Regions from separate parts of the Xenopus tropicalis genome. Here region 1 is linked to region 2. Evidence: chromatin contacts called from public Hi-C data. All regions are on one chromosome and are shown on one strand. The core of a region is the stretch at or near the end of the contact, and the rest is flanking DNA. Distances in the headings are between cores, read along the strand shown.

Region 1 (5,810 bases), core at 1,957-4,456, 56 kb after region 2:
GTGGAATATGTTGGCATGTTATTCATAATTGTAATTATTATTATTATTATTATTATTAATAATAATTATTATATATATATATATATAAATACACAAACGGGCCTCATCACTCAGGGCTTATGAGAAAATAGATATGATTTATTAAAAGTACAACATGACTGACATTTTGGCTGTGTCAACAGCCTTTCTCAAAGTGTATATATATATTTCTGGAAGTTCAGATAGTATTTATGCACTATATATCGTTTATGTGGGATATATTTTGCCTTTACCTTGTGCAATAATTATTAACCTATTAAACAATAAGCCATAGATATTTATAAGATGCTCTTGTTACTGTAGATCACACTTCTCCAGCTGTGAAAATAGGAGAAATGATACATTTATCTAATAGGAAAAGACGACACTGTTCCCTGATGCCTGCTGATATGATGTGGATCTTGCCACTGGGAGCGGATGGAGCCCTGAGTCTTCCCACCCCCACAAACCCAACCACATATTCTGTGATCTTCACTTGGTTCCCAGGCTGACTCGCACAGAGCCAGGATATAGGGTCTGAAATAAACAGAACTTTGGATCCCACCGCTGCTCTTTCAACTGACTGATAACCTCCTGTCTGACGCAACAGTCTCTCTGCTGTCCAAGAACCTGTCGGTGCAAGAAAACGATATGTGTCTATATAATCATAGAAAAATAGAAGCCTTATATTTAAAAGAAAAGTCAACTATTTTACATATACTGATTATAGGTTTTCCTTTGTTTTACTGCTTTTTTGTGGTCTCATGAACATATAAACCATAATGCATTTCCCTGATTTTACATATTCTGAAATGCACAATATTTTCCTATTTTCCTGGTCCCCTGAAAAACATAAAATGGGGGTTGTTTGTGAAAATTCTCATTTATCCAAGTCATGTATATGTATAGTAATAAGTCAAATGAACTGGACTTGTTTTTCTTGAAGACTTTTCACCAATCATTCAACTGGCTTTCTCAATTCAGAATGACTTGTACAAAGATCTTCCTGGAATAAATGTTGCTCCAATCAGCATAATCTTCTTATCACAACCAGCATGGGGTCAGGGACCTTATTACTGATTATAATCAATCATTGATTGCTTTTTTTGTTTTCACATATATGTCTTCTTTAACACCTCTTTTGAACCAGTCACTCTCCCTGTCTAGAGTCTGGCAGTCTTCAAATGTGTGTCCTTTTTTTTTTTTAGATGTAGCTACACGCTGAGTCCTGACCAGAGGAGCTGACTCTTCTGTGCTGTGCCATAAACTGATGTAACTGTTGTTCGGTTACTCCCACATACAAGTCAGAGCACTCCTCACTGCACTGTACTGCATACACAATGTTACTCTTCTTATGCTTTGGGATTGGGTCTTTTTAGTGAACACCAGTTGCTGCTTCAATGTGTTGCTGGGTTTAAAGCTGATAGGGGTCTGTGTTTATTAAAACTCCTTCTAAGATTTTCAGACACCCCAGCTACATATGGAAGGACCAAGTTCTTTCGTCTGTCATGTTTTCCACCTCCACCAGTAGTTTAGGTGTTATTGCTTCTCTTTCTACCGGTTTTAACAAAGGGCCAGTCTGGATATCCACATGTCTTAAGGGCCCCTCTGAGATGTTCCAACTTCTTCACCTTAGCCTCTGTGCTGGTGGGGATCTTGTCTGCTCTGTATTTTAATGCCCCCATTAAAATGGGGGTTTTACTGCATTTGGAATATCAACAATTTAAGCAGCACAACCAAGGAAAATACTGAATTGTGTAGCTATCAACAATGTTGTTAACAATCAACAGCAGCTGAAAGTGACAACTGTAAGATAGGCCTATTTTGTTTTTAAAGGGAAAGTAATACTGAGTAACTGGTTTTAAACAAAATAAAACATCTGTAACATATTTAAATTTCTGTGTGTTTTGTTACTTCCAAGGCTCTCACTAACAGAGTTGTATTTTTATATATCCGAGAGTGGTGGCCTAACTAACAGGGGAAAGAATAGACTTTCCTGCCCAGTGGCAAGTAAGAAAGTTTTAGGTCTAACCAAGGTGACCAAAGTTTAGAAAACTTATCTGGGCACCCCCTTCTGGAATAAATTACTAATAACACTAACCCCCATATGTAATAAAAGGCCCAGGAGCAGTGACCCATAGCAAGCAATAAGATGTTTGCTTTTAAACAGGTGTCCAGTACATTTTTGCTAAAATTTGTCCAAATGCATTGGAGTCGATGGTCAGTTTTTCTCAATTTTTTTCTTGAAATCAGTGGGCCTTTTTTCTAATGCCAAGTTCATTGAAGTTAATGGGCTTTTTTTGTTTGTGATTTTTGTTTCTAGCAAAACTAAAGGCATAGTGAAATTCTATCTCAGATTCAATAATATTTTTGCCACTCTTGAAGCTGCAAATTTTGCTTTGAATCCATATCTGATGAAAAAATTTGTTTATCCCTATTGATAAAATTTTAAGCTAGAATCTAAATAAGAATTAAGGGAAGGGTTGAACTTGTTACACTATTCTGCAGTTTGTAATGAAATGCTAAGTATGCATTGAAGCAAATAGAAAATTTAATTTTCTTAATGCTGGATTTTTAAGTGTCAAAGGAACTGCTTGTGTACGGAGAAAAGGATGCTGTCAAATCCCATTTGCTAATTGGGTGAGACAGGACCATTGTGCCAGCAGATCACTTACGTATGAGACTGCTGACTAACACAGCCCTGGAGCTTCTGATGGGCGCATGGATGTGATTATTTGGCATGATTATGGAGCTCCACCTCTAATGTGCTGCTAATGCTCCCAGACCAGCCATCACTCGTCAGCAAATAACAACAGCAAATAGGAAAAAGCAGAAATCTGAAACCTCTGTGCTTGCAGACTGGCATTTAATATCATATTTACAGCATATTCCATTGCATGTTGGCTGAGTAGGAGAGCTGTGCCTTGCATACATCTCATTCTCAGAGCATGCCCTCATAAGACAGCCGTCTCCTTTTTCATCGCCAAATAGGCAGCTGAATGCTTTGGATAAATGACAATCCACGTCCTCAGCAGCAAGTTCCTGACACCGTCATTTCTGGCCCTTATTTTGTTCCACCAGATAGAGCCAATCTAACAGGCTTTAGATTAGTGTCTGTAGGGGGCCAACGGTTCCTCTCCACTATTCTGCAAATTATCCCACAGTCTGGACAGTCCTTTGAGGCTGACAGGAAACACTCTGAAAGAGAATTCACAGGCTCCGGAAACAGCTGGGAGCACCCAGTGTCACCTCTAGGACGGATGCCAACACTCCCATTATAACCTCTAGGATTATCGCCAACACACACATTACCTAGAAAAGTAGTTCCAACACATGCATGAGTACTCTACCTCTACACTGGGACTGCTGCCAGCATATAGCTCTGTCAGCAACAAGCACATTACCTAGGAGTACCTACACACAGTATGACTAGGACCAGCAACAATAAAAAAACATATTCTATCAGGAACTTTTGGATACACAAGATGTTTTAAAGAGCTATATTTGGATTAGGACTGCATCCAATTTTCACACACCCTAGTTCTTGGGATTCTTGGGGTTACCATGCATACATTAGATATTAGTCTGTGTGTGCTATTTATACTCATTGCAACAGAACAGCACTTCTTAGGCAATAATTGTGGGTAAAATGTTGCTTTCTCATTGTTGTGAACAATATCAATGCAATTAGCATCTATCAAAATGCTCTGCGGGCCATACTTTAAGTCTGTAGGCACCTTCTGCATTTGCAAATAAATTAAACTCATACATCTCTGTGTATAAGGGGTGCATGTTTGATCTGTTTGTCTTGTCATCAGTTTGATAGTTTGATAAAGATAACAGATAGATAGATGATAGATAGATAGATAGATAGATAGATATAGATAGATAGATAGATGATAGATAGATAGATAGATAGATAGATAGATAGATAGATAGATAGATAGATAGATACATAGATAGATAGATAGATAGATAGATAGATAGATTGATAGACAGATAAAAACCAGGAAATATAGATTATAGTATGCTTAAAGCAGGGACCTAACTAGTCCTGGGACAATAACAAGATATGCCTCTTTTGTTATTTTCGAAAGATCCCATTTCTTAATCTACTCAGTTGGCCAATAAAAGGTATCACCTGCTCTATATTTTCTGGTTTTGATTTATAGCTAACATGGTACAACACTCTGCTACTAAAGATAGATAGATAGATAGATAGATAGATAGATAGATAGATAGATAGATAGATAGATAGAAAGAAAGGTGGATTGTTAGACAGGAAAAAAGGCAGAGAAAAATATAAGGATAGAGATAAAATGTAAGGGATCAGTGGTTAATAACTGAGGAAAAAACTTCAGAAAAATATCATTGTAGTGCTCCTAAAATTATCCCTGCTTCTCAGACCAGCACTCTATACATACATTTAATATGTTTAAGATTAAGAAAAAGACATGTTGCTTTAAGGGAACCTGAAGTAAAAAACTCATTACTTCTAGGATTACCCATAAGGCACATGGCAGCTGTCTTGCAAAGTCTCCCACCCATATCTCTGTAACCTCTGTGTCTTTGCAATGAATAGCATCAATCTCCAGCTGCCAGTATTGTTAGCAAGTGGCACAGGCATTAAAGCTGTACATTTTCATCAGTCTCCTTCTGTTTTTGTTTTACATGACTTTTAGCTTTAATATACGTTTTAACCTATTTAAGTTCTTTATAAAATATAGCTAGGCCAATAACCAATTCTCTTATTCACTGAATTTGTTCTCTGATATTTTTATTTGCAATCATTGAAACCTAAAATTAGTTTGTTACATTTTTTTGTTAAATAAACTTAAAGGGCATTGAATTTTATAAAAGTCATCCCCTGCAAAGGACCCCTTCCTTCTAAAGCTAACCCATCAGCTGCCCTCTTGTGCTGTTACCTTGGCTGAGAAAGCATAGTAGTCCAACCTGCTTTACAGCTGCCATGTCTAGCCACGTCACATCTGGTGTGCAAGCTCCCAGGCCAGGAGCATGAGCCCTGAAAGCCTAACAGTAAGTACGTACCAACTCTGCACACTGTTTGGGGTAGATTTGCTCCAGGTAAATGCAGGCATTTGTATATTTTTTTGCATGTGCATTTTTTGTATGATATAAAGTTTTGCTATTTTTTTTTCTAATATGGGAATTTCCAGGTAGCCCCCACACAGTGAGCACCCAAAAAAGAAATGATGTGCCAATCTAATACTTTGTGCTGTACTGATCATACGCAAGGACTTTGCATGCTTCTTTGTATGACATCCTCATGTTATTATAATTGGCCATACAGACATATTGTATATGATAACTTACTTGGTACATTAAAAAAGTTGGATATCCTCATGATTAACCAGAAACTCACTGACCCTTTCTAAACGTTTGGTCATTTGGTGACTTCCGTCATCCCCTCTGTTGTACAGTATATTATACTGCTAGCATATTAATGAGTGATGAAGTATTTCATAGGAAGAAGTTTTTGCCATCTCTTGTTTTAAAATATAAGCAATTTGCAAGTCATGTTTGATGGCAGTACTGGCCGGATAAATGATCATTACCTGCTCTTTCATGCATTAGAACTATATATTTTAAGGTTCTGGGTGAATATTTAATACATAAATGTCCTAACTAATATTCTACATGATGACTACACTACAACTGCACTTTGTGTTAGGTTTTAGCTGTTTTCTTATTGTCTCACTTTTCAACCACATCAGTAGAAACCATATGATTGTTTTTTTAAAAACATTGGCTGTTTTGCCTAAGGCAGGAAC
Region 2 (6,470 bases), core at 3,690-6,189:
CCTCTCTACCATACAATCCACAAGTTATGAATTGTAAGGTAGAGAAACAAAACAGATCAATAATAAAGACTATGGATTCATTACCTTAAAGCAGCGTTTTTCAACCGCTGTTCCGCGGCACACTAGATGTTGCCTGGTGTGCCGTAGGCAGGGCCGCAATTTTTACTTTCAAAAAAAAAAAAAATAAATAAATCTGGGCCCTGTCATTGGTTGCGCCCCGTGTGTACGGGTGACGTCAGTACGCACGGAGCGCAACGTTATAAAAGGGCCTGTGTGCGGTCGCGTGTAGGCAGAAGTGCAGAGGCGGCGCGCGTGAGGGGAAGATGCTGCTGAAGCCGCCGAAGAGTAAAATGCTGCTGGGCACCAATGTATTAGGGAGGGCCACGGGGCACACTGACTTATGGGGGCACGGCTGCTGGGCACCAATGTACTAGGGGGGCTGGCTCTTGGCACCAATGTACTGGGGGGCACTGCTGCTGGGCACCAATGTACTAGGGGGGCGCTGCTATTGGCACCAATGTACTAGGGGGCACTGCTGCTGGGCACCAATGTACTAGGGGGGCACTGCTCTTGGCACCAATGTACTAGGGGGGCACTGCTGCTGGGCACCAGTGTACTAGGGGGGCACTGCTCTTGGCACCAATGTACTAGGGGGGCACTGCTGCTGGGCACCAATGTACTAGGGGGGCACTGCTGCTGGGCACCAATGTACTAGGGGGGCACTGCTGCTGGGCACCAGTGTACTAGGGGGGCACTGCTGCTGGGCACAGAGTTAAATTTTTTAACATTTTCTAATGGTGGTGTGCCTCGTGATTTTTTTCATGAAACAAGTGTGCCTTTGCCCAAAAAAGGTTGAAAAACACTGCCTTAAAGGACATGTAAAGCCTACATTTGCCTACAATGTATATCAGTTGGGCACATCTCCCCCACCCAAATGGCATCATTTGTACTGCATATATCCCCTCCGCTTGCCAGCACCATCACATTTTCCTAAAGCAAATAGCAGCTTTCACCTGTTGGCCATTTTCCTCTGATACATAATTGGATACATTTAAATCTGCAAACAGCATACACACAGACCCTTATTCAGCATATATTTCATCAAGAATACAGGCTCACACAGGCAGAACTGTCTGATAAAAGTTCTGCTTTGTTTGAGCGGAGCTCAGGAGGAAAAAATTGAAGCAGACAGCTATAGCTGAGTTTCTATGAGAATCAACAATACCATCTCTTTACTGGCTGCTAGACTGAAGGGCGTGTTTAGTAATCTGAGTTTAGAACAACTGAGCATGCCCACAAGCCAGAAGTCAAAGCAAATTTCTGAGGGAGGGGGCCAAGTGGGTTACAGGAGGAGAAGGAAATCTAAGTGATTAAGTAGATGTTGCAGCCTTACTATTAACCTCTGGACAACCAGTGTGGCAGGTATTGAAAGATTTCAAAGAGGCTGTTCACTGATTTTTGTGTGTGGGGTTTACATGTCCTTTAAAGGACAAGGAAACGTAAAATCATTGGGGGTACCAAATGTTAGGCACACAATTTCTGCATGTCAGAATATGGATGTGATTGGATCTGATCATGTAGTTTTAATCAATTTTTAGAGACCACCCCCTCTCCAGGGTGTGCCTAGCCTGCACTGCTTGCATATCTCTACCAGCTACACTGTAGCAGCAAGGACTGTGGTCCTGCGGTTGGGCACTCAGCTGGTGTAAGGTGAGCACCCCAAAAGCAGTACAATGCCTAGGGCCCAATTAAGTCTTAGGCTGATGTCAGACGAGGCGTAGGGCGGATATTTTTGGCAAGCGGAAAAACGCTTGCTGAAAATTCCGCTCTACGCCTCCTACATGTGCCTGCATCCGAATGAATGAGATACGCTTGGGTGCAGGCACATGTAGCAGAAATACGCATAAAAACGCAAGAGTTTGAAAGTCTTGTGTTTTTATGCGTATTTCAGCTACATGTGCCTGCACCTGAGCGTATTCCATTCGTTTGGGTGCAGGCACATGTACGAGACGTAGAGCGGTATTTTTGGCAAGCACTTTTCCACTTGCCGAAAATATCCACCCTATGCCTCGTCTGGCATTAGCTTAAATCTGGCTCTGCCTCCAGATACTTCCCATGGCTCCCTTTGACTTCTGGGTGGAAAGGTTCTTATGCACATCTGTGTGGATCCCACTGTATTCTCACTGTAGGGTGGGCTCCACCATTAGAGTTATTTCTCATGAATTATGGTCATAGCTTCCCTTTAGTTTGCCTTACTGACAAAAAAGGTGATATTTTTTTTGGGTTAATATTTTCAAAAGGTATATTTTTGTTTCAAATTTCTATAAAACCTCATCACCCACAGCCCTTTGCCGCTGGTCCTCTGCCACATTATTCATATGGACAAGGAACATACAATACAATATGGTTCTATAAAGAAGAGTCAGGGCAATGCTGGTGGCAGAAATATGCATGTGTCTGTGCTTAAAATGATTTTGAACCTGATGTTACCCCCAGGCATTTAGAAATCAAACTATACATTAATTATGTCACAGAAGTCAGGTATATCTACTGACAGCACAGCAGTACAAAGCGGCAATTCATTACCAGCATGGGACCGGCAATCTCAACAAAATATGGGGCCTTGGAAAAAGTGCCTGTGATGCGTGAAATGTTTGACTTCACAACAAAGTACATACAAGCAGGTATTCTGCATTAGTCCATTCCCAACATCAGCTCTATCTGCTCTTGTCAACCAGTTTTCCCCCACCAGAGGTCACCAAAGATTTCCCCAAAGTCAGTTCCTGAGAATAAAAAGCATTGTGTTGCCAGATCAGTTACCTAAAATAACTTTAAAAAAAAGTCCCAAATGGGGGTGGGGGGGGGGGCGCAAAAAAAATAAATAAATAAAACTTGTGGAAATAAAAAATGTGGTAGCTTTCTTGGGTAGATCTGAGTTAAATGAAATGCTCCCCAAAAGACCAATATTTTTGGATTTCCCATTATTTGTATTGAGGTGAAATGATTGGAGTTATGGAGACTAAAACTAAAAATGAAGCGACTGAGAGTGGTAATAATGACAGAACAATGTAAAATGTTGCATACATTTGCCTTAAACGCTAAACTTCACAGGGGATTTTGTTGGAGCATCTCAGATTGACAACTTTATCTGATAAGACATTACATTACAGCCTATTGGAGATCAGATTTTATTGGATCCTACAAAATCTCATGCTTTTGCATGGTCGGTCAAATAAAACGGAATTTTGGCTCTTCTAGTGCAATGCGGCCCCCTCCCTGAAAAATAGATGGATGGAAGGACAGAAGATTATCTCTGTCAGATCAATTCTAAGTGCTTGTTTTGCGCTGCTTTACACTGTCTTCATGTGACACCTCTTGTAGGGGCATTATCACCTCTTTAATCACTTCACTGACACTTGCCCAAACTTATCCGTGCCCCATAGCATGTCCGGAACTACAAAGTTCCTTGACAGCATAACCTCCCCACCCCACCTTTAGCTTTGTCACCTCTGTTCCCAGCCGCCATCTTGGTGATCAGCAAGCAGCGCATCCACACTGGCACCCAAACTGGGATATTGGGGTACTGTAAATTCAAGGTTGGACTGGCCCAACAGGGCACTGACAAAAAACTGTTGGGCCCTCTTTTCACTGGGCATGTTGGGGCCAATTGTTGTTGGCCAGTAATTAGTGGCAGTAGAGATGTAGTGCGGTGGCAAAAATATATGGTTTCCTGTGGTGAACCTACTGTTAGAGAATTTTTGGCCTTGGAATCTGCAGTACAGGATGCCTATTTCTGTGGTGGTGCTTTAAGGTTTTGGTAGTGTACTGAGTTCTGATACATACAAGTCAGAAATCTCAATAAGACTATACATATTTGGAATTGGCACATTCATGAAACATGTAGATTTCTAAATCAGTCATATTGCGAGGCTCATGTAGATGTGGGACTGGGTTTGATGGCAGAACAACAGATTTAATAAGAGCTAAAGACAAATTCATAAAAAATGTCAGTAAAATGTGATCTAAAAGACCACCACTTTTTGGGAATTCCCCCCAAATTGTCGGTTGCCAAACTGTAAAAATGTTGTAAGCACGGCAAATTCGCAGAAAGTATTTGTTGTAATGCAGCCAAATTTTAAAAAGTGATGTATACATGGTTAAAAATTTTTATTGTGCTCTGTAGTTTGTGCACCAATACATTTTCTTTATACAGACTTAAGCCAAATCAACATTTTTTCCCTGAAATTTTTGTTATGGGGGAGATATTTTGGTGTATAAAATTTCTGTAAAAAAGTGGCTACAACTAATTCTCAAAAAGGGTTGTATATAATAGCTACATCCACTTTTAAAAGACATTTTTTGAAAATTGTCAGTAGAGGCGGAAAATTGGTCTGTGAATAAGCCGGCGCACAAACATTTTTACCAACATTTTTGTGAATTCCCCCCAAAGAAATATAAATTAAATTATGAGTACAAACTCTGAACTTTGCAAGACAAAACATTCCCCCTTCCTGCTGCTGCATTTTCTATTTTCCCTGGTTGATATGGGGGAAGACTTGTTTGCATTTACAAGAAATACCATATAGGCTACAGCTCAGCAGCTGGGTTTAAAGACAAGGCAGTTGCTGATCACTTACTGAGGCTCGTCACTGTAGTGTAGGGGTTTCAGATGAGCCTGGGCATGGAGTCATGCAATGCAGTGCAATGGCTGTGCTCTTACAGCCTGTGGTTAAGCTCCAGCCTAATGGCATAAAGGGTATGCCATGATAATGCAAACGTTAGGAGCGATACTGGGCTTCCTTCCCAGCAAGGGAGGGAAATGCCAGAGGAGGAGGTGGGGGAGGAGGCAGGGGGAGGTCTGAGGACTCATTGAGGAGGACTCATTGCAAACTGTTACAGTGGCTGAGCGCTGGGATCTGCTCCTGGATGACCTAATATGTTCGGCGCTTTGCTCTCTGCTATAAGCCATGGCCACAGTGACTATACGAGCTGAGTGTGCGGCCTCCCTAATGGCTACTGAGAGTGGACTGATCCATGTGCAAGGCGACTGAGGGCTTGGAGCGCTGAGCAGTGCCTGGCTGAGAGCTACCCTGAGAGCAGCTCTGGTTGTGCTCAGTCACTTCTGGCTTAGGGAGTGTCACCCAAGTAGCAGTTTCAACACGGGGCGAAGAAAAACAAAAGGGGAGAAATTGAGCCCCCAAAAATATGGCAGATGGTTTGTTTTGGGGGAGACCTCGCTGGACAGAGCGGGGAGGGGCTGCAAGACTGCTGCTGGGATGGACCTTTCTATTAATCTGCTGTCAGGGATACGCCGCAACTAGTGATTGGGATTCAAAAGCCGAGGTATTATACGTGTGCATGGTCTGTGCTATGTCTAGCAATGGGCAAATGTGGCTCCCATCTGTCCCTAAGCAAGAACGCCCAAAGTACTTCTTTACTATGTTGGATGCGCTAAGGTACAGGTGCATGGGTTTATAGCTGCCAGGTAGTATCTAGCCCCTCCCAGGTACAGCTCCTCACTTCTGTGGGATAAAAAATAATACCGGGTACCAGTGTGTTTGCATGCCATTCTGTGGGAGCCAACATTCCATCAGCTTCAGAGTAGAAAGCCTGTCTTCTTGCTTCTTGTTCTGTAACAGTTTTCACCTTTCTCATGGTTTTCCAACTGCAGTCAAACTGAAATCACAACTCCCAGCATCAACTATTAACATTTGGCTTTATGGGACACTGGGAGTCATAGTTTAACAATAGTATGTGAACTGCACCCAATCCAGACCGTGTTTGTCAGGTTATTAATGTTGTTTAAATAGCCCTTTATGTTTATGTAATAAACTAACCTTAGAAACTATCACTCATAAAACAATTCCTGAAGAAAATTTTTATTGATTGGCTATTGCTACTGGTTTTTTTTATCATTATTGTTATTGTCTTGTATTTGTATAACACCAACCAAATATTCTACACTTTTACAGGTAATGTTTTGAGCCTACAAACAGAAGTCCGACCCAAACTGGCTATCTAGATATTCTGGCAAATGCCCCAAGGGCTGCTGTAATGTGCCATTGGCTGCCAACTTTAATTCTTCCTGCAGGGGCTGTATGGGCCGCATTGTATTTAAATGTCAGTTTAAGGCAATATCTAAGACACCCCAGTGTGCCCATGCATGGGTCTGGTTTATTAACAAAAGATTGCAGAAATTGCCATGTAAAACAATGCAGCATTGGAGTACTGCAACTAATAACTTGTCTAAAATAAACATGGCAGCTCATTGAAAGATGATTGTTGATATTTATTTTGTGACCATTTCATTAGGTGTCTTCTTGGTCCTTCTGGATTATTGAAGACAATTAGAATAGTACAGGAATAGAATCAGAACATAAAAAACCTATAAATATTAATTCTGCTTTAAATAATGCACAATTTTGGGAGGGTCTTACTGAATGTGGTACCAGCTTATTCAGCATAATATG

The links. A called contact is a pair of places that touch in the nucleus more often than the background predicts.
Region 1: a Hi-C map of neurula embryo shows a contact between it and region 2, with 2.7 times the contacts expected there. The contact joins the enhancer-like site here to the promoter of mmp15 in region 2. A contact is called at or near these places in 3 of 5 Hi-C or Micro-C datasets (gastrula embryo, neurula embryo and tailbud embryo).

The regions. Positions count from the first base shown.
Region 1 is chr4:75,734,780-75,740,589 of UCB_Xtro_10.0, forward strand. LOC116410414 (a long non-coding RNA gene) reads left to right here. Exons shown (of 2, transcript XR_004222375.1): 2 at 343-1,907. Among named protein-coding and RNA genes, the nearest start is that of csnk2a2, 44 kb to the right of the region's middle. Within about 2 kb of position 3,207, at least 3 of the 11 cell types and tissues checked have an H3K27ac peak or open chromatin away from gene starts, as enhancers often do. A contact at or near this core is called in neurula embryo, where this site is marked.
Region 2 is chr4:75,677,084-75,683,553 of UCB_Xtro_10.0, forward strand. It overlaps mmp15 (matrix metallopeptidase 15), which reads left to right and starts at 4,940. Exons shown (of 10, transcript NM_001015921.2): 1 at 4,940-5,343. The coding sequence starts at 5,206.